2 separate regions of the Mus musculus genome follow, and region 1 is linked to region 2. The links are chromatin contacts, called in public promoter capture Hi-C maps. All regions are on one chromosome and are shown on one strand. The core of a region is the stretch at or near the end of the contact, and the rest is flanking DNA. Distances in the headings are between cores, read along the strand shown.

Region 1 (3,859 bases), core at 801-3,300, 150 kb before region 2:
AAGCATTCTGCACATTTTGCAGATGACAACTGAGTTGTGCATTTGTCCTGTTGTAAATAAAGAGGGTAAATCTATTCTAGAACCAGGAGATGCCTCCTTACCTTCTTTGGTTTCCTCAGGACACCATGTGGAGATGGTAGTGATAATGGTGATGGTGAGTACTCTCTTTATAGCATCTCTTACCGACCTCTTAGTATGTGCCAGAACGCTCCAAAGCACAATATGCATTGTATCTCATTTCTTCTTTGACAGAGGTTCACTGAGGCAGGCACTACCGTTTGGTCCATTTTTTTGAGTGAGAAAGGTTAGGATGCTCACTTTGGGCTCACCATTAAGATTTCCGTTCAGCCTGCTGAGCCCAAACCCACACATGAAGGTAGTTTTAGAAGTCAGTACAGAGAAAAGAATGGAGTTGAGAACTGGAGAGGTAGTGAGCCTCTGCAGAGGCCGGGTTGTGCTCATTTGTGATAAAGGTTGCTAGTGGGAAGCTTGCTTTGAGATTATTGAAGTCCTAAGGTGCCACATGACCAGAATGAAATAGTAGAACCTGCTAGGAAGGACAGAGAGGAGACTTCTTAGGAGGAGGTAAGGTGCACACACCATTTAGAAATTTATGTACTTGACTCAGTAGAAGTTTAAATTGCACGCTATCTAGTCCGGTGTCCCTCCTGTCCTATTACTCCGCCCACTTCTCTCGCTCCAGCCAATAGCATCCTCCTCCAACTGGGCTGCCCTCCCACTTGCTCTCCGTAAATTTGCCCTTACTTCTACTATTTTCCTTAAGTCACACGGAGTAGATTTCAGCTCGTGTAAGTAGGTTAGATAAAGATGAGTATGGAGGCAATGCAGATGTTGGGATTTTGTCCGCAACCAGCATGGAAGGCATCACAGGGCTTTCCAATGAGTCACTTCAGGGACTAGGGGTGAAAGGAAGGACAAGTGACAGTTGAATCCTAGCTGGAGAAAGGGACAAGGTTTTACGGTGATGTGTAATCAGGCAGGTGTAGGGAGAAAGAATGACTTTCCAAACAATTAGGCCTTTCCACCATGTCAGGGTCTATTGACCTTGCAGCTGAGAGTGCAAACGAACAAATGTTAAGCAGCTTTGCGGGCCCACAGAACCGGTCAACTCGACCTTTCTTTTTAAAGGAGGCAATATACACTTCACTTCTTCCGGCAGAGAAGCCTGTGTTTTAATGCTCAGCTCTCTCCGTCCAACAGTAACCATGGCCACAAGTGGTTTATTGGGTTGTTTTCTGTCTTTCTCGGGCATTGCTGGCCTTGGTTTGCTTAGAGAAACAAGCAGCCATGGGTGATGAAATCCCCTGGGATCTCAGCCATCCCTTCCAACAGAGTGTCCTCCAGTGAAATGTCCGTTTGAAGAAGGCGCTTGTGGGAAATGTCTCCTAGTCAGCTCAGCTGCTCTGTGTAATGTGCTGTGGTCACCTTGGCCTTGTCTAGGCAGTGTCTAGAAGTCACATTCTCCAACCTCTCTCTCAGTCTCATGACTGAGTTGTACTTGGGAAGTTTCCTGTCTAGGAGTTGCTGGCACTCTGCCTGGTTCCCAGAAGGGCATCTCCTTGCCTTCTGGTGTCCTTCGAACTCAGGGCAGAATCTGACCCTCTAGGGACCCTGCAGTAAGTTTCTTTGCCAAAGACTTCTTGAGCCAGCCTTGAGCCAGGCTCTATGTGAAGCAGAAAGGGGTCGCAGTGGACCCTCAGATAATCCATTGGAAAATCTCAAAAGATGCCTTTTTTAGCCTTAAGCCGCTTCAGCTCTCTCTCTCTCTCTCTCTCTCTCTCTCTCTCTCTCTCTCTCTCTCTCTCTCTCTGTGAGTCTGCTGTCACCTGAGGCACTGCTACAGCCTCCTCCACTTTCTCCTTTAGTGACTTGGCAGCAGGTGGCAAAGGAGGTGCCAAGCGTGCCAGGGACGGGGGGGGGGCGCCTCGCTCTGTCTGGCGGTACAGCGCACCGACTTCTCAGCGGCGGGTGTCCTGGCCCCCACCACCGGCATAGCTCTGCCACCCAGAGTGGCACAGCGCCCCCGGCGCCCCCCGCCGGCCTCCGCCTGCACCTGCAAGGCTTCGCGCGCCCTGCCTGCCGCCGCCGCCGCCGCTGCCGCTGCCTCCAGCTCCCAGCGTCTTGGTCGCCCAGGACAGAGTGGCTGTGCGCTCCCGTAGCGGACCCATCGCCAGACGCCCCTGGGTCAGTGGACTCTAAGAGTGTCGCTCCGGCATCCAGTGTCCTTAAAGATGAACGTGAGAAGGGTGGAAAGCATCTCGGCTCAGCTGGAGGAGGCGAGCTCCACAGGCGGTAGGACGCGATGGGCTTTGGAGCGGGCGTCCCGCTGGCACTGTCCTCCCCTCGCTGTGATCCCGTGCCCCTTCCACGCTGGGGGCGGGGGGGCGCTTGTTGCCACCGCTGCATGAGAGAGAGTGAGGACCCAGGAGGGATTGGGAAAGGGAGGTGGGTGTGGGGGCATGGGAGAGCCAAGGAGTGGGGGGTGCATGGCAGGGTCTAGGAGGGAAAGAAAAAAAAATGCTTGAAGTGTGTTTGAAACTCGCTAGTGGTAGGGTCCGTCGCGATGCCGAGCGCGTACTTTTTGCCTTCCCTGAAAATTTCTGAGGTTGTGATTTGCTTTTACCAGATGTCATTCACAAGCACACTTCCTTCCCCTAACACCTGGGGATAAATGAGTCAAAATGGTGTTGATCCACCCCCTCCACACTTCCTTGATGCTCCCGAACACTTCACTAGAACTCTATTTTGATCGGCTGGTTAATACACAGACGGGATGTTGCCCACATCAGAGCCTTTTGCAGGCACGCTTGTCTTGTTCTATAGCTACCTTCAATTTAGTGTGTTGGGAGAAAATGTTCTTCAGTGACACTTGGAAATAATTTTTATATAGTACAGCCTTGAAAAGGTACTGGACACTCTGCATGGAGTCTGTCTCACAGGGAAATAAGCGGAGATAGAAACTGTTCTCTGAATTTAGCGGGATGCGAGGCAGAACCGATGTCCTCCCCACAGAGCATCTTGGGTTCCATCGGTTTGTTTTTAGATGGCTTTCATGTGTACAGATTTTTTTTCTTCTTCTTCTTTTTAAGAGGACCCTAAATAGAATCAAGGTGGTTGTGGAATCAATGTGAGCGAGGAAGATTATATAAGCTACGGAGTCACTCGTGTTTTGGCTTTACGGGGTCAGAAATGTGGCCTCACGAGAGATAAAGTTGTAAGAAAGTAGATTTTTAATGTAATTCCTTTATTACTTCTGGAAACAGCCACCTGAACAACTTAGTCCAGCAGTACTCTGAAATACATTGGTATAAGACATGGACATTCACCGGTACTTTTCCTCTGAGAGATAAACTCACTGTAACTAGGAGGGTACTTGTCTCATTTGAGTGTAAAATTTATAAAGTCTTAGTGCTTCGTGGGCTCTTGAACACTAACATGACTGCTACCACCAGCACTCTAAAGTTTACCTCTGATGGCATTGGCTCAGAGTAGCAGTTGCCTACCTTTTAATGACCCAGTACACCTTTCATGGGGTAGTCCATGAAAGGTATGTGCAATATTTAAGCGACTGAAATCTCTCCTTTGTTTTACTTTTTAAAATTTTTTTTTGTCAGAATGACACTTTCAGTGTAAGAGGAAGGTGATAGGTTGAGAGGACAGCGTCGTGTCTTTGCAGTTCTGTGTGATCATCTCAGTCCCCTCTAGGAGAGCCTGTGTGCCCAAGGCTCAGGAGGAATGAACTCAGATCTGGGACAGGCTGTGGGGACACAGTCTCTGGAGTTGGTGGCTGTTCAATAGGAACAGTTCTCTACTGGGGCCAATCAGTGAGATGGGGAAT
Region 2 (4,277 bases), core at 581-3,080:
TTAGGGCAGTAAAGGCAAGTTACAACCTGCAACCTAGCTGAAGTAGTAGTAAACGTCCTTCAATCAGGCTGAGCAGGGCTTGGGTGTCTCATTCTCTAGAGGTTGTGGCCACAAGATGTCCATCCTTTTGCCAAAACAAAACAACTAACCAAACAACAACAACAACACAACAAACCTTATTCTGGTCTTGCTTTCTGAAATAAGCCCAGTTGTTAAAGGAAATGTGTATACCTTCCCATATTTTGGGCCATCTTTGCTCTTCTTCTACCACATCCATCTGTTCAATTCACCAGTAAACCACACACCATGCCTCAAATATTTGTCTCTCCCAGGTGCTTATATTGAAGGTCTAATTCCCAATATGAGGTTATATGGAGATTGGGGTCATTTGGGGAGGGGAGCTTAAGTTGAAGGTAGAGACAAATTATCACTATAATTGTTTACTTATAAAGGAGACCTCAAAGAGCGCCCCCCAGCCCCCTCTCGTTCTGCTGCTTGGAGGCACATCAGGAATCAACAGTCTGTAGTCCATAAAAGGGCTCTCACTAGAATCTAACACATCAGTTTCCTGATTTCAAAGGCCAGGCTTATTAAGACCCCATGGTCTAGGGAGTTCTCCTACAACAGCTGAAAGTAAGATGCCAAGAAACACAGCCACCTTCATGAGATACTTGAGGCACACACAAGCAAATGAAGAGCCAGCATGGTTCCAGCTGAGTGATTGCCAGAGGTCACCGTCTAAGTTGTAAGTTACCAAGACTGTGTTCTCTCTGAATGACATTTAGGTTTCTACTGTGACGAACAGGTGACTAGCATTTCTGTTTCGATGGTATTCTGAGACATAATGTTCCCATTTTTTTAAATACACAATTAGAATTCTTTTGACGATTATCTTCAAGAATGAAACAGGCTGTGCTGAAATATTGATGACTGTGCTTTGGTGATGAACTTGTACAATTTTTTAAGTTTGAGGATTATGCCCTCTTGTGGCCACTGAAGGTACTCTTTTCTTAGTATGTTTTGTATACACAAATGAAACTGTACTAACAAACAAAACTAAACAGACTCAGCAAGCATTGTCTATGTATTTATGCATATAAGCAAACAACAATAAAGAAAAAGAGGTTTTAAATTTGAGATGGTGTAGGGCTAAGGGGCATGGCAGGGGTTGAAGGGAGGAAAAGGGAAACACTATCATTATGTTTTAATTTAAACAAAATAAAATGAGAAACAAATGTACTTAAGAAAAACAATAATAAAAACTCTTGTCTTGGGTGTTCTTATTTTACTTTCATGTTAAGCAGAGGACAATAAATGATTACTATGTGAGTATTTGGTAAAATAAATTCCACTGCTAAATTATATCAAATTTCTTTATTTTCTACTATATTTAAAACTTGAGGGTGTTCCATAGGATGCCACAAAACTGGATAAATTATGGGAGAGTAGAGTATCTTTTAGTGGGTGCTTATAGGTATTTCTGGCATTGGTTAAATGTGTTTCTAATCTTTAAGTGCCTTGCAGATGCTTAAAGCTTTCTCGGAACTTCTCCTCGGGGATGCTCATGACACCCAATTCTAATACTTTCTCAGACCTTGCTGGATGCTCGATGCCATACCCAGGTGTCATTTCCCCTGAGGGAGCAGGGTGTCTGAATGCCCTACTGGCTATTTTCATTTTTTTCTGGCCTTTCATCCTCTCTTCCTATGGCTTAAATTTAGCCAAGGCCTAGGCTGTTTGAGGCTTCTTCCAAGTCTCCTTTCATTTGCACTTCCACGTAATGCCTTTGCCTGAAGCCTTTCTGGGAAATGACACACTGAGGTGGCTTTTGTGGCAGTTTCAAAACCACAGTAACATTTCTGCAATTTCCGATGACTACTGAGACCATCACTGTGAAGAGACCAACCAAATCTCATTTCAGGGCTCTCCTTCAAATCAATTTCTTTAAAGTCCAATATAAACAGAACCCAGGGTTCATTTTCACAAGTAGTTGTTGAGCCAGCAGCAATTGCCTTAGAAGTCATATTTAATTAGGAGGAATAGCAGGAAGTTTCCATAGAATCTTCACCCTTGGGTTTGTTTAAACCAGTGGTTCCCAGCCTCCCTAATACTATGACCCTTTAATACATTACTTCACAATGTGGTGACCCCCAACCATAAAATTTTTGTTGCTGCTTCGTAACTGTAATTTTGCTAGTTATGAATTGTAATGTAAACATGTGTTTTCTGATGGTCTTATGTGTCCCCAGAAAAAGGGTCATTTGGCTCCTCATCCAAAGGAGTCACAACCCACATGTTGGGAATCTCTGGTTTAAGCAGTTATCACGCCTTAGTTTTAGAATAAAACACTCTACATAAAGAGAAAAGAAACCTAGCTGATGCTGCTTTTAGGAAAATTAATGTAGAACTTTTTTTGCAATATCAATAAAAAATTTAAAAGGTTATGAACTAAACGTGAAAGATAATCAAACCCTTAACAACAATGTAATCTTAAACGTACAGCCATGTGTGGCTCACTTGATTTGTTGAGCCACGATAAGGAATCTTAGGATTTAGAGTTGTTGACATGGAGACCAGTTTGCCAACCAGCTTCAAAAATCTGTGTGTTCCTTCTGCCATCTAGTGTTCACGTTTCAGAAGACAAGCACAAAACTCAAAAAGTTTGCATTGTTGATAGGCATGGTTCTTCCGCAACTTCCTGTAGCCAGTGGTTGTCCAGGACAAATTCATTGTCCATATAATTGGCCTAATTTTAAGCCAGTATTGGAAACGGGACGTATCCTCAAAGGTAAAGAGCAGCATATGTACAATGCCAGATGGGATTGTTGAGTTTTCTGTTGGGATACACTGGATCCAAACTTACGGTTTGTTTACTCGCTGAAACCCTCCTCCATTGAACCTGACACAGCCAGTCATGTCTGGTTGTTTTCAATCTCTTGGATCTATTTTATATATCAAAGCAGACGTGGCCTCCAGGTTCTCCCAGCATCCCTCGGTTCCCGACCTGGCATACCCTACCTCCAAACTTGAACTTTCCAGCCCAGGGACTGGGCTGCCCTTCTCCAGCAGAAGTAACACAGATATTTGCTTGGTTTCCTCTCCCCCTTCCTCCTCCTCCACCTTCTCATATTTTCTTCTCTAGGTGTGCCCCCTGTTCCACCTCCCTATGGCGAGTGCCCTGGTTTCAATCCTTGGGGCCAGTGACCCCACTCAAGAGCAGCTTCCAAATAAATTTGTCTTTAATATGATGTAATCTGGCTTGAATTGGCTCATCTCACTGTGACAGAGAAATAACCTATCAATTTCTACTCGGGACAAGCACACTAGTGACTCTTCACTGAGGGTAGAAGGGAACCTCTAAACTGTAGCCCTGTGAGTCTGTGTTGTAATATTTAGTAGCCAGTGACTGGAAGCAAGAAAACATTCCATGTCCTAGCCTTGAGTAGACTGTACAGTAACAGATTTGAGTAGATCCACTTTAGTTAGTCGTTGAGAATATACAAGGGGCTCATATAGGTCATCCTGGGCCTAATTAGTGGTGACCTGTGTGTGCTTGACACTCTCGCCTGTGCTCACACTTGTTTAGAGACCAGAGAACAATCATGCATGAGTCTCTTCAGGCATAGTTCAACACATTTTTCCAGGCAGGGTTTCTCACTGGCCTATAACTCACTGGGTAGGCTAGGCTTACCACCAACCCTCAGGATCTCTTAACCTACCAAATGGCTTAGCTTAAAGCTTCCATCCCTATACCCAGATTATCTCCTACATTGTAAATGTCCTCTTTGGGTCACTCGCAGTTGGGTAAATATCTCTTAGTTGTGGCAAAATTGACAAGAATTAGTGATAATTTCTGACAATCACATTTAATTTTCCTCTGAGAAATCTGTAAAGGGGGCCACCATCACATCTGTGATTTGTTTTTTTCTTCTTGGTCATCTACTGGGCCACTGAAACAGAGGCTACTGATCTGAAAGAGCTGCCCAATGAGAGAGGGGATCCTTCCAGTCTTCTGGAGAGGTTATTTGCTCTGAGATTAATATAAATATCGATATGTTATTGGGATGGTAGAAGTTTGTAGTCCTGCCCATGGACTGTGAATGGCAGCATCGTGGCTTCCTACAGTTTGCTCAACAGCTGCAATGTTACTCCTTGGAGACATCTCGTCACTACTCATTCTGTCTTTGTCACTTGAAAAGACATATCTTTTGGAGTTCCTGAGGCTTGTTAGGTTTGCCCATGCTTCATTACAGGCTCTGAGGGAGATGCTGATTGTA

Evidence for each region. Promoter capture Hi-C pulls out the DNA fragments that hold promoters and counts their contacts.
Region 1: a promoter capture Hi-C map of hippocampal neurons shows a contact between it and region 2, with 6 times the contacts expected there. The contact joins the promoter of Kcnip4 here to the enhancer-like site in region 2. A contact is called at or near these places in 9 of 39 promoter capture datasets (3T3-L1-derived adipocytes, cranial neural crest, embryonic stem cells and 3 more), 22 of 484 Hi-C or Micro-C datasets (Sertoli cells, brain, cerebellar granule neurons and 11 more) and 2 of 115 datasets of contacts at active chromatin or transcription factors (astrocytes and neural progenitor cells).

The regions. Positions count from the first base shown.
Region 1 is chr5:49,523,095-49,526,953 of GRCm38.p6, reverse strand. It overlaps Kcnip4 (Kv channel interacting protein 4), which reads left to right and starts at 2,050. Exons shown (of 9, transcript NM_001199242.1): 1 at 2,050-2,313. The coding sequence starts at 2,253.
Region 2 is chr5:49,367,579-49,371,855 of GRCm38.p6, reverse strand. The region is part of intron 1 of Kcnip4 (Kv channel interacting protein 4); the gene reads left to right. Among named protein-coding and RNA genes, the nearest start is that of Kcnip4, 160 kb to the left of the region's middle. Within about 2 kb of position 1,830, at least 4 of the 459 cell types and tissues checked have an H3K27ac peak or open chromatin away from gene starts, as enhancers often do. A contact at or near this core is called in hippocampal neurons, where this site is marked.